Regions from separate parts of the Mus musculus genome. Here regions 2 and 3 are each linked to region 1. Evidence: chromatin contacts called from public HiCAR-type and Micro-C data. All regions are on one chromosome and are shown on one strand. Each heading gives the region's core, a stretch centred on a gene start, on an enhancer-like site or on the middle of the called end of the contact. The rest is flanking DNA. Distances are from core to core; before and after follow the strand shown. Region 1 holds the start of Elp4 (elongator acetyltransferase complex subunit 4). Region 2 overlaps Elp4 (elongator acetyltransferase complex subunit 4). Region 3 holds the start of Dcdc5 (doublecortin domain containing 5).

Region 1 (5,121 bases), core at 1,834-4,333:
TGTGAAATGTCAAAGTTTGCTTTGTATGTGTTTACATATATGGCTTTTCAGAGTTTACAACAAATAAGATAATTATCCAACTTCAAATACATATAATTTAGAGGGATTTTATCTGCTTAAATATATTTATTCTATTTGCAGGCACTATAGCTAATCTGAATCGCATTGTATTGCAAGTCTCAAATACACTTATATACCCTCATGTAAGTATTTTATTAGTTATGTAAGCATCTGAGCCCTCCCTAAACATTTTAGAGTCAATATTTAATCACCTAAATTTCATTTCACTCTTGTTTCAATCAGTTAAAGGCCACTACTATTTTAATATATACTAATATACTAATACTAATGTACACATTAGGCAACAAACTTTTTTAAGTCAATAGGACTTTGTTATTACTAATGTGCCATGCACACAAACAATATCCTTAACAATTTGCAATATAAACTTTGAAAGAAAGAAACTCATCTATTTAGCACTTGCTAGTACTATTATTAACATGAAGTGTACTGGTGTACTATGAAACATATATTTATTGGGAAAGGAGTGCCTGTCATAGCATCTATGGCAAGAGAAGTGAGAGGACAGCTTGTTCACATTGGTTCTCTCCTACCACGTGGGTCGTAGGGGTGGGACTCAGGTCATCCTGATGATAGTTTGTACCTCTGATGTTCTGAAAAAGTACATTTTCTGCAAACAGCCAAGTTTATGTCAGTTCGTCATGGCAGTCCTAGGAAGTTCTTGTAGATTTTGGCAATAGGATGTGGGGTGTAGCCTTAAAAGAGACTGTGTGGTCTTCTCTCCCCAGGATCATGCCTACAGCAGAGTCTGCTTCAAAAGGACAACTTTAGTAATATTTCTTCAAAAATTGCTCTCAAACAATAGTATTTTTTAAACTAATATAAATAAACACTGGAGACAGTGAGGAGCATGACCATACTAAGACCTTGAAGGGTTTTAGAATATAAAGTATATAGAACAGAGAAAGATAGAAGAGTCCACCACACAGGCTGACAGCTGTGTAACCCTCCAGCTGCCACTTACTTCTGTGGGGCAACACAAAGAAGTGCCACATAACTGGCACTTTTAAATGGCTCAAAGGAAAAGGAAGACCATGATGTAACATATAAAAAGTATTTGAAATTAAATTTCAGCTTCTAGCAAAGCTGTGCTCAACCATTAATGCCAGTCTCATGGTTTACTCATGGAAGAGATGAGAAGATTCAAGAGATTTTATTGTCTGCCAAACCTAAATTACTTACTATTTGGTCTCAGAGCTATCCACTTAAGACCAAACACAAATATACAGTAATTGTCATATTTCCTACTGTGACTCTAACTGGTGTTGGGTTTTTATGGAGAATAATAAAGGATAATCAAAAGAAACAAAGTATATTATCTGCCTAAAAGGAGTTTGACATCTAAACTACAAAGACTGGGAACTAGGATAGGAATTCTTTATTTGCTATTAGAGAAGGAATCCACCATTTTAATAAAATTATAAGATTGTATAAAAATTACAAGACTGGGTTTAAGCAGAAAGCAAGTGCTTAGCAGTTATCTGAGTGCCTTAAAAATATAAAGGCATGTGCTGTACCTACTGTCACCAGTGTGACATATCTGAAATGAAAACAAGCAACCTTTATCAAATCTCTCTGGTTGATGTGCTGCTAAACCACAAACTTTGTTGCCCCCCCATATGATTCTCTTATATTTGTTTGAAGTTTTTTTAATTATTATTTGTTTTGCTGATGCTAACTCTGAATATCTGATTCTCCTTTTCCAACTGTTTGGGATTATAGTCTCCTGCCCAAGCCCAAATATGATGCAGGAAAAAAGAAAGGGTGGGAAGGAGGAAGGGAAAGAGGGAATGGAAAGAAAAAACCGTAAGTAAAGGTGTTGTGGTGGCATTCACCTGTAAGTCTCAGGCAAAGGCAGGCAGACTTCTGTGAGTTATATACCAACAGGGCTACATAGAGAGATCCTGTCTCAAAATAAATGAATGAATGAATGAATGAATCAATCAATCAATCCATATATCATGTATCACCCATCACTGTCAGCAGTAATTAAGTGACACAAGTATTGACTTAGGTCTCTTTTTCCGTTCAAACATTGCTTATCTTGGATGTCTTCTAGAAATCACTTAACCAATTCCTCCTCCAGTTCACATATGAAAAAAAAAATCAGGTCTGAATTACATGGTTTTTTTTCTACCACAAATAAAACTCATAGTGTAGTAGGAACCCTCTCCATTCAGATTCAAATTACTAGAAAAATAAGGTACAAATACATCTAATTCCACTCAGATTTAGGGGAGAGAAACTTCAAGTAGTTTCCGTTATTTGCAGCTGCTTTGGAGAAGTGACAATTAAATGTGTGAACAAGGTTGTCAGAGTAACACTTGCCATTCACACTGCTTAGGAAAGACCCTCCGAGATTTCCAGAAACACTAATTAAAATTAAGAAAAGCTGCTCACGGGGACTTGTCAGAAAGGTATAGTCTGTGAGAGTGGGGGAAGAAAGCCCAATGGTCTCGAAGTTCATAAACGGAAGTTTCTAAGTAAAGTCTACCTTAACCCAACCCACCTAACCCTGGGTTCTCACTGCCTTAAGCCCAAGAGCTCACCAGCCACTGAAGTCACAGTTACTCCTGTCCAGACAGCTCAACCATTCGGGAAATCAAGGTTTCGAGGAGAGGTAGTGGTGGGGGTGGTAGGGATGGGGAATAACTTTCCTTAGAGACCCAAGAGGTGAGAGAGGCAAAAAGAGGCGTCTCTCTGCTAAACAGCAGGGGAGAGCGCCAACTCGCAGTGGCTTTAGAAGCCCTGGGGGCGAATCGCTTCTCTTTCCTTTCCTTTTAACTCGTGAACGTAGGCACTCGCAAATCAAGAATGCCGAAGGACGGTACCCACCTGCGGCCCCAAACACCAACAGAAGTTCCTCGGCCAGGACTCAGACGGACCAGGGCCGCGTACACCCCTCCAGCTTTACGCACCGCACTTTTCAGCAATAGGCCTTGCGATTGGTTGACCTGCAAGGAAATCTCAGTTCTATTGGCTGCCAATGGCGTGTAGGCGGGACTTTGGGGCTAGCTCTGACAGGCCCCCCGCTCCAGTTCCCAGAGTTCCGATTGGGTCATCGTAGGAGCTTCAAGATGGCGGCGGCAGACACTTGCGGCGCGGGTACCCTCAGCTCCCGGTCTGTGGCGTCCGAGGCGGGTCAGGGCGGCACCTCTAGTTTCCAGAGGAAGGGCAAGGCCTCTGGGGGCCCCGGAGGGGGCCCTCGGCTGCTGTCCATTGCTGGCACGCGACCGTCGGTGCGGAATGGACAACTGCTGGTGTCAACCGGGCTCCCAGCCCTGGACCAGCTCTTAGGTCGGTTCAGAATAAATATGTGGGCGCGTTCCAGGAGAAACTTGGGGGAGGGACTCCTGGGCAGCCCATCACCCCTGTGCTTGGCCCGGCCCCACGCACCCATTTCCTTTTTCCCTCTCTTCTTCATAAGCATGGTTAGGATGACCTGCCCTGACAGAGGAAGACTGGGAGGAAACTTGCATGGAGATGTCAAGAGGTGTGCACTAAGCCCGCCTTAAGACCCAGACTCCTTACTCTTCTCTGTTCAGCACCTCATTTCTAGATGACCATGGACTCCCTACATGCCATTACCCTAAAATGATTACTACTGAAAAAGAAACACATATGGAAAGGAATTGGCTTGTAGGATCCTCTGCTGGTGTCTTAGGACTCCTTCCTTCCAACCCCGGGTAGCTTAAAGCTGGGACTAACCCACAAAACTTTTTAGAGTTTTAAAGAAGGGTTCCTTTAGAAAAAGTTGAAAGTATTGCCCTCTTTCCCACAGCCTGGCTACTCATCTTAAATAGTAGAGCGGTATGGTTCTAAAGAGTGGATGTTAAAGATGCCTGTTGACTCAAAGAAATGACAGTCCTTGGTATTCAGATAGTTCTACACCCCACCCGAGTTTCTTTTTTTTTTTTTTAATTTTTTTTATTAGATATTTTCTTCATTTACATTTCAAATGCTATCCCAAAAGTCCCCTATGCCCTTATCCCCGCCCTGCCCTCCTACCCACCCACTCCCACTTCATGGCCCTGGCATTCCCCTGTACTGGGGCATATAAAGTTTGCAAGTCCAATGGGCCTCTCTTTCCAGTGATGGCCGACTAGGCCATCTTCTGCTACATATGCAGCTAGAGACACGAGCTCTCAGGGTACTGATTAGTTCATATTGCTGTTCCACCTATAGGGTTGCAGACCCCTTCAGCTCCTTGGGTACTTTCTCTAGCTCCTCCATTGGGGGCCCTGTGTTCCATCCAATTGATGACTGTGAGTATCCACTTCTGTATTTGCCAGGCACTGGCATAACCTCAGAGGAGACAACTATATTAGGGTCCTTTCAGCAAAATCTTGCTGGCATATGCAATAGTGTCTGGTTTTGGTGGCTGATTATGGGATGGACCCCTGCCACCCGAGTTTCTTAAATATGTTCTTATCATCTCTGGAATTTTTTGGGTTTTTTTTGTTTGTTTGGTTGGTTGTTTGGTTTGGTTTGGTTTTTTTTTTTGGGGGGGGGGGTCGAGACAGGGTTTCTCTATGTAGCCCTGGCTGTCCTGGAACTCACTTTGTAGACCAGGCTGGCCTCGAACTCAGAAATCCACCTGCCTCTGCCTCCCAAGTGCTGGGATTAAAGGCGTGCGCCATCACCGCCCAGCATCTCTGGAATCTTTAATGCAAAGCCTACTGAAGAATATACTTGTTTCATAGAACTGATTTGTTGAAAGGATTGATTAGTTAAGTTAGTAGGACAGGCTGCATTTCTGTCTGACTGCTGCTTCATGGAAACGTGTGTTTACATTTTGTAACCCTTTTTTATAGTGTTTATTATATTTCCTTTAAACTTGGTGCATTTGTATAATATATTGCATTTACCATTGCTTATTCTTGTTCTTCACTTGACATTTTCTCTGGGTTCTGCTCCAGGCTTTTCAAGTAAGTTTAGCAAAAAGGAAAGTCACAAGACAGGGAGCGCATCAGGAACAGCATGGTTTCTTGATTCTATGATTTCTTGTCCTAAATGTACCTTGATTGTTTTCTACATAAA
Region 2 (5,121 bases), core at 764-3,263, 190 kb after region 1:
CAGTTACAAACCCCCTCCCTTCCCTTTGCAGTTTTAGAGTGTAATGTCACAAATAGCAAAAGGCCTCAGCCTTCCTGGAGACAAGCGATGCCGAGGAAGTGCAGAGCTCCCACTTGACCAGAGTGCCTCTTCTTGCTGAGGTGGAAACCTGAGACAGGATTTAGCCAAGTGGTGTAGCAAGTCAGATCTACATTTTGAGGCTCTTTCAGAGCCCTTGTAAACAGATTTAGCTCAATGGTAAAGTTAAGTAGTAGGGGGTAAAAATCCTCCACATGTAAAAGCAAATGAGTTTTTAAAGAACAGAAAATCATCTCTATGAGAACTTACTTGTAAATTACCCATGTGGACAGTAACCCTAGCTCCTGTTAGCATTTCTATAGAAGCATGCATTTTGATTAAGCCAAACAAATTAAAAGAAAAACGGAAAAGTAGCCAGCCAATCATGTATCTGTATTCTCACAGATATTTTGTTCTTTTGTGTGTTTTTCATGGTGTTCCTTTTTACTTGCTGTGTTTCCTTTATTTTATATTATTTATGGAGAGCCTTTCAATCTGAGACTGACTTGCACATTGCATGCTCTTACATGTGAAGTCATCTCAGCAAAGAGTTCCTCTTTGGAGCTGTGTCCCTCTCTGTGTCTGTGTCCCTTAGTCAGAGTGCTGAGTCTTCAGCTGCCACATCACTGCCCCAAGGCATGTGGAGAAGGTGCTGACTCTCTCTGCCCACCCAGTGTGTTCTCAATCTCCACTCCAAACTGAGAGAGAAGGAAGGCTGGCTATAGGAGGGAGTTCATGTAAACGGCAGATGTGAGACCAGATCCATTTATACAAGTTCAGTTGGGGTTTCCAGGATTAGCAAGCTTTCTGAACTCAAATAGGAAGTGGAAGTTCTCACTTCAGAGGGCTTCATATCAGTTCTTTTCTAAATTTTACTGAGACCATGGCAATACACGTGTAATACTCAGAATGCATACAACAGCATGAATCAGACAGCACCCCTAGCATCACCTGGCTGTTAGTTGAGTTGAAGTGCTCACCACCTGAAAGGGTGTGACTTGTCTGCCCAAGAAAAGTAAGGAAACCCTTGCTGTAATAGATACTCTCCGTTCATTGTGGCCTGTTTTTGTCCAATCAATATACAGCAAGCCACATTTCATCTTGTCAAACCAAAAACCTACTACTACCTAGCTACATTTGTATGAAATCTAACACAATGTGACAGAAATAACAGCCCAGTCTGCAATGCACATTGAACTGGTGAAAAAATCAGGAATGGTTTGGCAAAGATAAAACATAAAATTAATTTTCTGTTATTTTCTTTTCATTCACATTCATACCAGGTAGACTGTGTCAAATACCTACAGTAGAAGAGAGCTTGTTCATGCATGCAGGACAGAATAAAGATTAAGAGCTCCAGGAAATCAGCTTGCTTCAAGAAACCATTAAAGTGTGCCTGTCCCTCAGGCTTCACAGATGTGTTGATTGTTGAGTTTCAATCATGTAAATATGTTACAGCATAAAGTAACCAAGATTCCCTGTTACAGAAGTGCTCCTGTGTCGGGGTGTGGGAGTAGGGAGAGACGAAAGAGAACTAAATAACACACTGTAATGAAACCTGCCTTTGGGCAGCACATGCTTCAGTTCTGAATGCCCAGAAATACTTCATGTGCACTCTAGGCTGCCTAGCAATGGGGATTTTCTAATTCTGGCCAGCTTGACAAAGTAAATACAACTCTTGAACATAAGGCAGCTCCTAATAAAAAAATAAAAAAAAAAAAACCCACAATTCCCCCTTGTAAATACCTACATTTGGCCCCATTAAAAATTCTTTCTTCATACCCAGGAACCAGCAGACCCTTAAATATGGGGATCTCAAAGTAACTGGAGAGTAGTTGGGAGATTTAGAGCTGTCAGGGTGTTTTACGTCGCCACTGCCACTGAGCACTTCATCCACCATCTCGGGGCCTTGGAGAATGGTGCTCGGCATACACTACAGGCATTATACAGAGAAACACTCTGGCCATTATGCTCTCGGGAGTCATTTGCTTGCAGCCAAAAGGAGACCAACGCATGTTCCTGGGTATGCTGTCCAGGGTATAAAAATGTATGCTTGCCACATTTCTGGGCTGAGTTCTCCTCCAGAGTTGCCAGCTCTGGAAGTTAGCTAGTGGGCTCGCAGTGACATGCTTCCCTAAGCTATCTGTAAAGCTATCTGATTGCAAACGTCTAGTTTCTGCCTTTTCATACCTTAGGAGTCTAGTCCATAGCTAAGGGTCAGTTAGTCTTGCCTTTGCCAGCCCCTGAATTGTATCATGGGTCTGCTGCACCTAAAAACTCCTAATATTTCAGAATGGATCTGGATACAAACACTTATTTTATGCATTAGCAGTTCACTGAGTACAGTTTCAGATTATGACAAGGAACAAGCACTACTTTGAATTGTAGTGACAAATTGCCTTTGCTACCACTGGTGCAGCATCCATATCATAAGCTATATAGGAAGAAAGAAATGGGATGCAAAGGTATTCTCGTGTGATTAACAGATTGAGTTATTTCTAAAATAATTCTTTAAGTTTAGCACTCAGAAGTTTTTCCCCTTAAGCCATCTTACTATCCTTAAGATACCTTGATGGGTAGTCCCTAAAATACTACTCCTAAATTTTTTTTTCTCATTCATCTCAACCAGAAAAGGGACGTCCTGGTTAAAGTACCCTTGGATACTTGTCATAGTGGCAATCATGATCCCCTGCTTTCTTCCTTTGCCTGTGATAGTGGCACAGGCTCTGCAGTTCTTCTCCCTGTGTCCCTGCACACCCTGGGAATCTGTACACTCTCTCTGCCCTGTGTGTCCAGTGCCTGATAATTGAGGAAGGGGTGGGGGCAGGGAAAGACACTTGCATCACTTTCCCTGGAAAGTTGCTGGAGTGTTTCTTCTGAATCAAAACAAAACCTTCCTACATTTTCTAAAAACGTCTTTCATAAAATACAAATGCTTAAAACAGTAACTGTTGTTTTCCATTATTGAAAATTTCTACATATGACTTAGTAAGAAAATAATCAATAGCCATAGAAAAATGTTTCTATCACTTCTGTAATAGCCCTTGCCCTTTAGAATTAAACCCAAATCAATTCTCATCATTTACAAGCCCTACCAGGTCTGCCACCTCCCGCAAGCCACGCTAAATAACCATTTGCTCACTTGTCTAACACTACAGAAAAGCTGGGATCTTTGTCCCCTTCAAACATGCCAAGCTTAATCCTGCCTCACAACTTTTCAACTTTATTCTCATCACCTGGGTCTTAACCCCCTTCTCGAAATTAAGATCTTAGCACAAATGTGCTCTTGAGGAAGGTCTTAACCAATTAAAGTGGTACCTGCAGCCAGGACCGTGTCATAATGCTTCATTTCCTTTCGAACACCCCTCTATGTCCACATGCCCCACATTTCCTGTTCTTTTATGCTTTCATTCTTTGACTGTAGAACTATACACCTCCCCTAGACTTCTGGGGTGAGTTCCATGAAAACAGAGATTATGCCTATTTTGCTCGATGTCTCTAATGTTTAGATAGTCTGACACATAGAGAATAAAAGTATGGATACTGAAGTCAGACTGTCAGAGTTCAGTTCTTTACAGTGTTTTAAGGTTGTGACATCACTCCTGCTCTCTCATTGTCTTGAATTTGGTTACATGGTCCATAAACTAGCTGCAAGGGAAGCCTGGAAAATGAAGCTGTTAGTCCTAATGACCTGGTATTCAAGATCTCTGTACTAAAGGAAAAGGGAGAATAGATGTTGGCAGGCAATTATCAGTCTCTAGCAAATATAACAGTCCTTTGGAACCCAAGATCATGCTCATATTCTTCCATGAATATCCTATTCCCTTATCGGGGATAGGTAAACAATCCCTCCAGCTAAAAAAATTCAAAAATTCTATTCTTTGGCAGTTTGTAGAAAAATATTCCTTGAGTCTTAGGATATTGCTAGGCTAGTACAAAGCCTTAGTGTGTAAAAGCTCTGGGTTCAATCCTTCAGAATCTAGTTGGGGTTTTGGGGGGTTTTTGTTTTATGTTTTTTGTTTTTTTGAAGTGGTTATGGTGGGAAATACTGTAATACCAATGTTCAGGAGAGAAAAGCAGGAGGACCACAAGTTCAAGGTCATCCTCTGCTACATACCAAGCTTAGACCTCACCTGGGATACATAAGACCCTGAAAAGAACAGAGAGATAGAGGGAAGGGTTCTTTCTCATCTATTATTCCCTTTCCCTTTAAGAAGTCACTCCTGTGGCCATTATCAAATATGGTTACATGAAGTTGCTGTTGAAAGATATGCCCTTTGAAGTTTGAGGACCAGTGGGGCTTTGGAGGTTGAACTCTAGGCTTCTGACCAGGTTTGTGGTTTCTTTGACAATACAATTCTCTCAAGGCCTTAGAGCAATGTTTTTCCACCTCTGTGTCATGACCCCTTTGGGGTAGAACTACCCTTCCATAGAGGTTGCCTGAGTCCACCAGAAAAACATAGGTATTTACTTTCATAACCATAGCAAAGTTACGGTTATGAAGCAGCAACAAAAGTAAGTTTAAGGTTGTGGGGTCACCACAACATGAGGAACTGTACCAAAGAGTTGCAGCATTAGGAACCTACTGCCATAGAAGGTTCCCAGGCCATTTGCTTCCCCTAAGTTCCTTGTATAAATTATCCCAACCAAAGTGCTTGTCTGCATGTAGCTCTAGGGTTTCTCTGCAAGAAACAGACACCACCACATTTTATGCAGAAAGAAAATCTATGACAGAACATTGGGGGCATTGCCACCAAAATAGACTCCAGGAGGATGTGAGGGTAGAATCTGGGAGATACCACTGAAGCTACTGACTGGATACCCAGCTATCCACCTTGGGAAAGCCCCACTTTCCACTGCAACTGCTTCTTGACCCTCAGGAAGCAGCTAGCTGGACACTTAAACATTGGTCCAAACTCCACTTCTTCAAAGACTTCTTGATGTTTAGGAAGCCAATGTCTATTCACTGAATGCTGATGCCAGAACAATCATCTCTGCGTCAGTGCCTGCCAATTGCAGTAGTTAACACAGCAAGAAAACTGCTCCTGCTTCTCTTCCACATTC
Region 3 (5,121 bases), core at 822-3,321, 180 kb before region 1:
TTTGCAAACTTATGGCATTCCTCCTTGCTTTCATCCCTGTACTTCAGCTTACCTATAGCATGATGAAGCTTAACATTGTTACAATGCAGTAAGGCATAGAGGTAGAGAAAGTAGCAGAGAAACGAGACGTTTAAGGATTCTTAAACTTAGCATAATATTGAAATGCTTATAGAGTAGTTAAACGAACAATCTGCAACTAACTAAAAATGTAAAGTTTTGCTCATATTTACATCTAAGATTTAATAAATTATACTTGACAGCATTTTGAGTAATGACCTCTTTAAATTAAAGCAGCAATCCTCAAGGCATTTTTGCCACAGTGAACTGAACTCCTGAGTTTAGCATTTGTTTAGAGTGGCAGAAATAAGAGGCGTTGGCCCTTATTGTCCGGATGTCTTCTGTCTCACCAACCCTCACTTTTAATAAAACTTAGAAAGTGCTTATCTCCAGATTTTATTTAAACAGTGCTTTTCTTGAAATTACAATAAAAGCCATATGCTATTTTTTAACATTGAAAATAACTTAAAACCCTTCACTTAGTGAAACACAACTACAAATAAATTTAATTCAGAAAGGCATCATTTATTTTATAAAATCATTATATATTGAACATTAATATTTAAATATTAAACAATTAAAAGAACAAAAATTTTCTTATACTGGTTTTTGTATATGCTGGCCTAGTAGAACATTGGAACAGTCTGGATTTTTAATCAAATTGTCTATAGTAGTTATTAATCCTCTCTGAATCACTATATCTCATTAAAAGAAACTAAGTACACTTTCCCTAAAAATAAAGTCTGAGACGTCCCTGGAAGTTCCAAGAGCTTTGATGAACTTTCTTCTGCCCATCGTGTGTTGCAGTTCTCCGAGTGGACAGCAGGAGGTGCTGTGTGAACACCGAGCCTGTCATCTGGAGCCCAGCTCCCTCCAGTTTTCTGTGTGCAGTGAATAGTGAGACGCTTTCAAAATATTCATTTATCAGCGGCCGGTGGCCTGAGATAATGAGCCAAATTCTAAAATGGAACCTCCAAGTTTACAATGTAAACCCCACCCTTATTTAACACAAAGGTTGGCTTCTCTTAAGTGTTATGTTGGAAGATTTTTTTTTTAATGGTACAACCTTTTTTTTTTGTAATTATCCAAACTGCAACATTCTGGTTACAATATAAATCCTTTTTTAAGTCAATCAAATGTCCCAAAACTAATTACAAAACCATATGTCTTTACCTTCACACATACATGTGTGTGTGTATAAATAAACATACAACTATAGAATAAATGCACAGAGATTAAAAGGTAAAATCTAATTTAATTTAGTCAAATACATTAATTCAACTATACTCTGGATCCTGAAATACACAAGTTAAATAAGTATAATGGAATTAAGTTCTCTTGAGGAGAAGTTAGTTCACGATTCATTTCTGTAGAATCTGATTTGCTTTTAGACCCATTTCTACAATAGTGAGGTGAGTTTACACCAGAGGAAAAATGAGGAGTCTCAGCCTTCAGAGGAGTGCAGATGAATTCATTTCCTTCGTTGGTGTTACTGACTCTGGAATAACCATGTAAGGATCTGCTTTTCCTCTGCAGAGTGAGCAGTGAGGAAAGATGAGGCAGATGACACTCCATACCAAAAGACAGACACAATCAGCCCCTTTCTTGCTGCCTTTGAGATTCCAGAGCATTTTTGGCTCCCTTAGAGGCGCTGAGCTCACAAAACATGTCACGGTTCTTTTATGACACAATGCCAATCATTGCGTCTATAGAACCAAATACATCTGAAAAAATATATATAATACAGTACTTTTTAAAAAGGGATGGCTTACCTGCTTGTAATAATATTTTTGCAGACTTTAACCGTTGATACAAGGCCCCAAGAACTCCTTGCCCGTGCATCTTAGCCCCCAAGGGTCTGAAACCTTCTCCCTTAGAGACCCAAAGTGGTCCCCTCAAAGGACTGATGGAATTTTGCAGGCATTTTTCAAGCAGAGAAACTACTGGAGAGAAAAGGGGGAAGGATTCCTTTGACCCAACTGAGATACGCTGTCTGGAATGCAGCCTCGAGACTAGAGCTAACTCTTAACATCTATTATTTATGTCTGACCTGGGTTAAGTCTTAGCGAGGCAATTCCTGCGTTACCAGTGGCCACCAGGAAGGATGTATTTATATTGCGACATCCCCCCCCATGCAAGTCTCATAAGCTGTGTGAGCACACCTGAATAGTTCTGAAGTGTGCCTAACTAGCTGCATGGAGTGTCATGGTGTGCACTGATTGCCTTATCTTCTCATTTATCACAGATGAGTTGGAACCAGCCTTGCCGAAAACCTACTTGCATTGTCCTGATAAAAACTGTACGATCCATGATGTTTCAGTGTCCTGCGTCCTGTAGAGGAGTCCGTGTACCCAAAATATCACATCTGGAAATTATTTATAAAGTATGATCCACACCTTTATAATAAGCCTTCCTACCCCAGGCCCATCATTGGTATTCGTTAAAGCAACCCACGACACAGGGTGACAAGATTGTTTAAATAGAAAAGAGGAGAATGTTAAGCAAGGATTTTCTCATGCCTTTGTGTTCCCAAGTCCCCAGAATATTTAAGCTAGTGGTGGATTCAGGAATGCTATCCCAGCAGGGGCTGTGGAAGGATATTTACTTGTGGGCCTGTCATGTAACATCCATGTGGACTTGACAGATATGTTTATACACTTTGCACATGCTTAGCTGATACAGTCTTTCTAGTGTAAAATACTCAAATGACATGGCAGCTAGGTAATGTTTTCTGAAATTTAGTTTTCCCCTGAAAAGCCAGAAATAAATAACAAAATCTTGGGGCCCAGAAAAAAAAATGAATACATATCACTTTTATTTAACATGGTCTTTTCTTAAATGTATGTAGATCCCAAAGATAAACATGCAAGATAGATAGAGATCCTAGCAATATTATTCTTACACATATTTCTGCAAGGAAAATGAATTAAGCAGATCACAAGCTAAGGGCGTAGGTCTGTGCCCTTGGTTATGTTATATGTTGCATATTTTATGCAAAGAAGCCCAGCACTGAAATGGAATTGCAATCAAGCACAGCTGAGCTACTGAGAGGTTGAGCTATGCAAATGGCCTTTGCTACCTGTGTTCTCCTAAATCTTACTTTCAGCTAAGAAAACTTGCAGTTTAGGACACCTGGTTCTCCAGCTCCCTACCAAAGCCAAACTTAAAGTCTGGTGTGTTCGCTGCTTAGAAAAACGTTGGAGATTAAGAGGTTAAGATTTCCTACTGCTATGAGTAAAATCAAAAACATAAGCGTGATGTGACGACATCTGTGCAGAATTCTGTCATCCAGTTGGAGAAACTAACGCCTGAAATTCTAACAAGCCCACTTTTATACACACAGAGAAACTACTTTTCTCTATATGTTTTAAGTAAATAGGTGTCTTACACTTTCATATGTATAATAGATATTTATATTTTTATATTTACATATTTATATATTTTTATATTTATATAATATTTCTACCATATTATATATGTAAAATATAATATACATGACATTGTATATACTATAGAAGAAATAATAATAATTTTATTTAATAATAATATTTCAAAAATAAAATGGGTAAGACAAGTCAGTTTTGATGACAGTTGTGTACAACTAAACCCAGTTTAGAATCATAAGCATTTTCAGTTTGCTGACACAATATCCATAGGTTACTACATATTTGGTTTTGATTTATACAGATTTAATTGTTTGCCCACTCAATCCAGCACAACTCTCAAATACTGAAAAGCACTACTTATAGTAGTTAGTATAGTTGTTAAATTATTAAGTTAAATAAATTAGGAAGCAGGTGGTAATCATAGAAGATTTACACCCTGGAGTTAAACTCAACTTTAAACCTGAGAAATTTTCATGAAATTCATCAGTCTTATTCCTCTCTATCAAACACAAAAAAACTTTCAGGTTCAGCCCAACCTCAGAAGCTCACTTACTAGATTTTTCTGAAAAATGACTTTTCAGACTTTGTAATCTTTATAACATTTAAATATATATATATATATATATATATATACAATTTGGGGGAGGGGGAAATGAGACTTCAATGTATACTGAAGTGCCAGAACTGGTATTGAGTGGAAAACTACTCCCATGTGCCACACGATTTACATAATTAGGAAAACTATGGAAACCAGAAACAGTAAAGCAAAGAAAGCGGTATTCACAAGCAGGTTGTATAAGGAACTTCAGAATCTGCTCTGAACTTGTTGAATAATCTGTTCAGTATTCCAGCCTCTCCCTGCTGGAAGCAGGTCCTCATTATTACCAGGAGAGCACTAATAAAGGTTAGCCTCTGAACTAGGGATTAGAAGGCCCTTTCTTTGGGGACGCTTCAAACTAGTAACTTTGATGATCTTGAAAAGGGAGACAAAGCACAATCCAAGAACAAACAGTGTTTCCACTAAGCAGGAAGGTACAGAAAACAGAAGAAAATGATAGTCTAAATACTCGGGAAGGAAGCGTGAAGCAGTCTGTCTGCTGTGCTGAAAATAAAATGTATTCAACACAAGGGAGGACAGTGTGCTACTTGGGGGAGGGATGAGGCAGGCAGCCTAAGATGTGTTTTTGAAATGTAAAAGAATAATTGGTTTGCTGAGAGTCACTTGAGTCTTCAATACAGACCATAAATTTTAACAAGGGATGGCTGACTTTTTAATGTATTTTAATGCTCATAAAAGATCTTATTTGTTTAGTTAATTGGTTGGTTTCAGTTTGTTGTTGTTGTTGTTGCTGTAGTTGTTGTTGCTGTAGTTGTTGTTGCTGCTGCTGCTACTGCAAGACAAGGTCTCACTATGTAGCTCTGGTTTGCCTGCAACTCACATAGTAGCCCAGGCTGGCCTCAAACTCATGGTGGCTCTCCTGCTCTGTCTCCTGAGTGCTGGGACTAGAGGTGTAAGCCACTGTGTTTGGTTTTATAAGAGTTCTTAACCAATGGTTTTTGTTCTCTGTGTGGTACCAGTCTTTTCTCTTTCCCTGTAGACAAACCGCATCCTGTTCTATAAATATGTGCAAGAAACTCGACCAACTGTTTAAAAAGATCAAGCAATACAGAGGAGTAT

What was found. A called contact is a pair of places that touch in the nucleus more often than the background predicts. HiCAR-type assays count read pairs that join an accessible place to other places.
Region 2: a HiCAR-type map of astrocytes shows a contact between it and region 1, with 5 times the contacts expected there. The contact joins the enhancer-like site here to the promoter of Elp4 in region 1. A contact is called at or near these places in 7 of 39 promoter capture datasets (the 3T3-L1 cell line, 3T3-L1-derived adipocytes, the HPC-7 cell line and 3 more), 1 of 115 datasets of contacts at active chromatin or transcription factors (astrocytes) and 3 of 9 other capture datasets (adipose tissue, liver and pancreatic islet).
Region 3: a Micro-C map of embryonic stem cells shows a contact between it and region 1, with 2.0 times the contacts expected there. The contact joins the promoter of Dcdc5 here to the promoter of Elp4 in region 1. A contact is called at or near these places in 1 of 39 promoter capture datasets (hippocampal neurons), 1 of 15 datasets of contacts at CTCF or cohesin (pro-B cells), 20 of 484 Hi-C or Micro-C datasets (the G1E-ER4 cell line, the HL-1 cell line, the HPC-7 cell line and 14 more), 1 of 115 datasets of contacts at active chromatin or transcription factors (astrocytes) and 2 of 9 other capture datasets (embryonic tail and pancreatic islet).

Annotation. Positions count from the first base shown.
Region 1 is chr2:105,902,526-105,907,646 of GRCm38.p6, reverse strand. Elp4 (elongator acetyltransferase complex subunit 4) reads left to right here and starts at 3,083. Exons shown (of 10, transcript NM_023876.4): 1 at 3,083-3,378. The coding sequence starts at 3,159. Immp1l (IMP1 inner mitochondrial membrane peptidase-like (S. cerevisiae)) reads right to left here and starts at 3,009. Exons shown (of 7, transcript NM_028260.2): 1 at 2,917-3,009.
Region 2 is chr2:105,712,458-105,717,578 of GRCm38.p6, reverse strand. The region is part of intron 9 of Elp4 (elongator acetyltransferase complex subunit 4); the gene reads left to right. Among named protein-coding and RNA genes, the nearest start is that of Pax6, 39 kb to the right of the region's middle. Within about 2 kb of position 2,013, at least 27 of the 459 cell types and tissues checked have an H3K27ac peak or open chromatin away from gene starts, as enhancers often do. A contact at or near this core is called in astrocytes, where this site is marked.
Region 3 is chr2:106,077,949-106,083,069 of GRCm38.p6, reverse strand. It overlaps Dcdc5 (doublecortin domain containing 5), which reads right to left and starts at 2,071. Exons shown (of 24, transcript NM_177844.2): 1 at 1,830-2,071.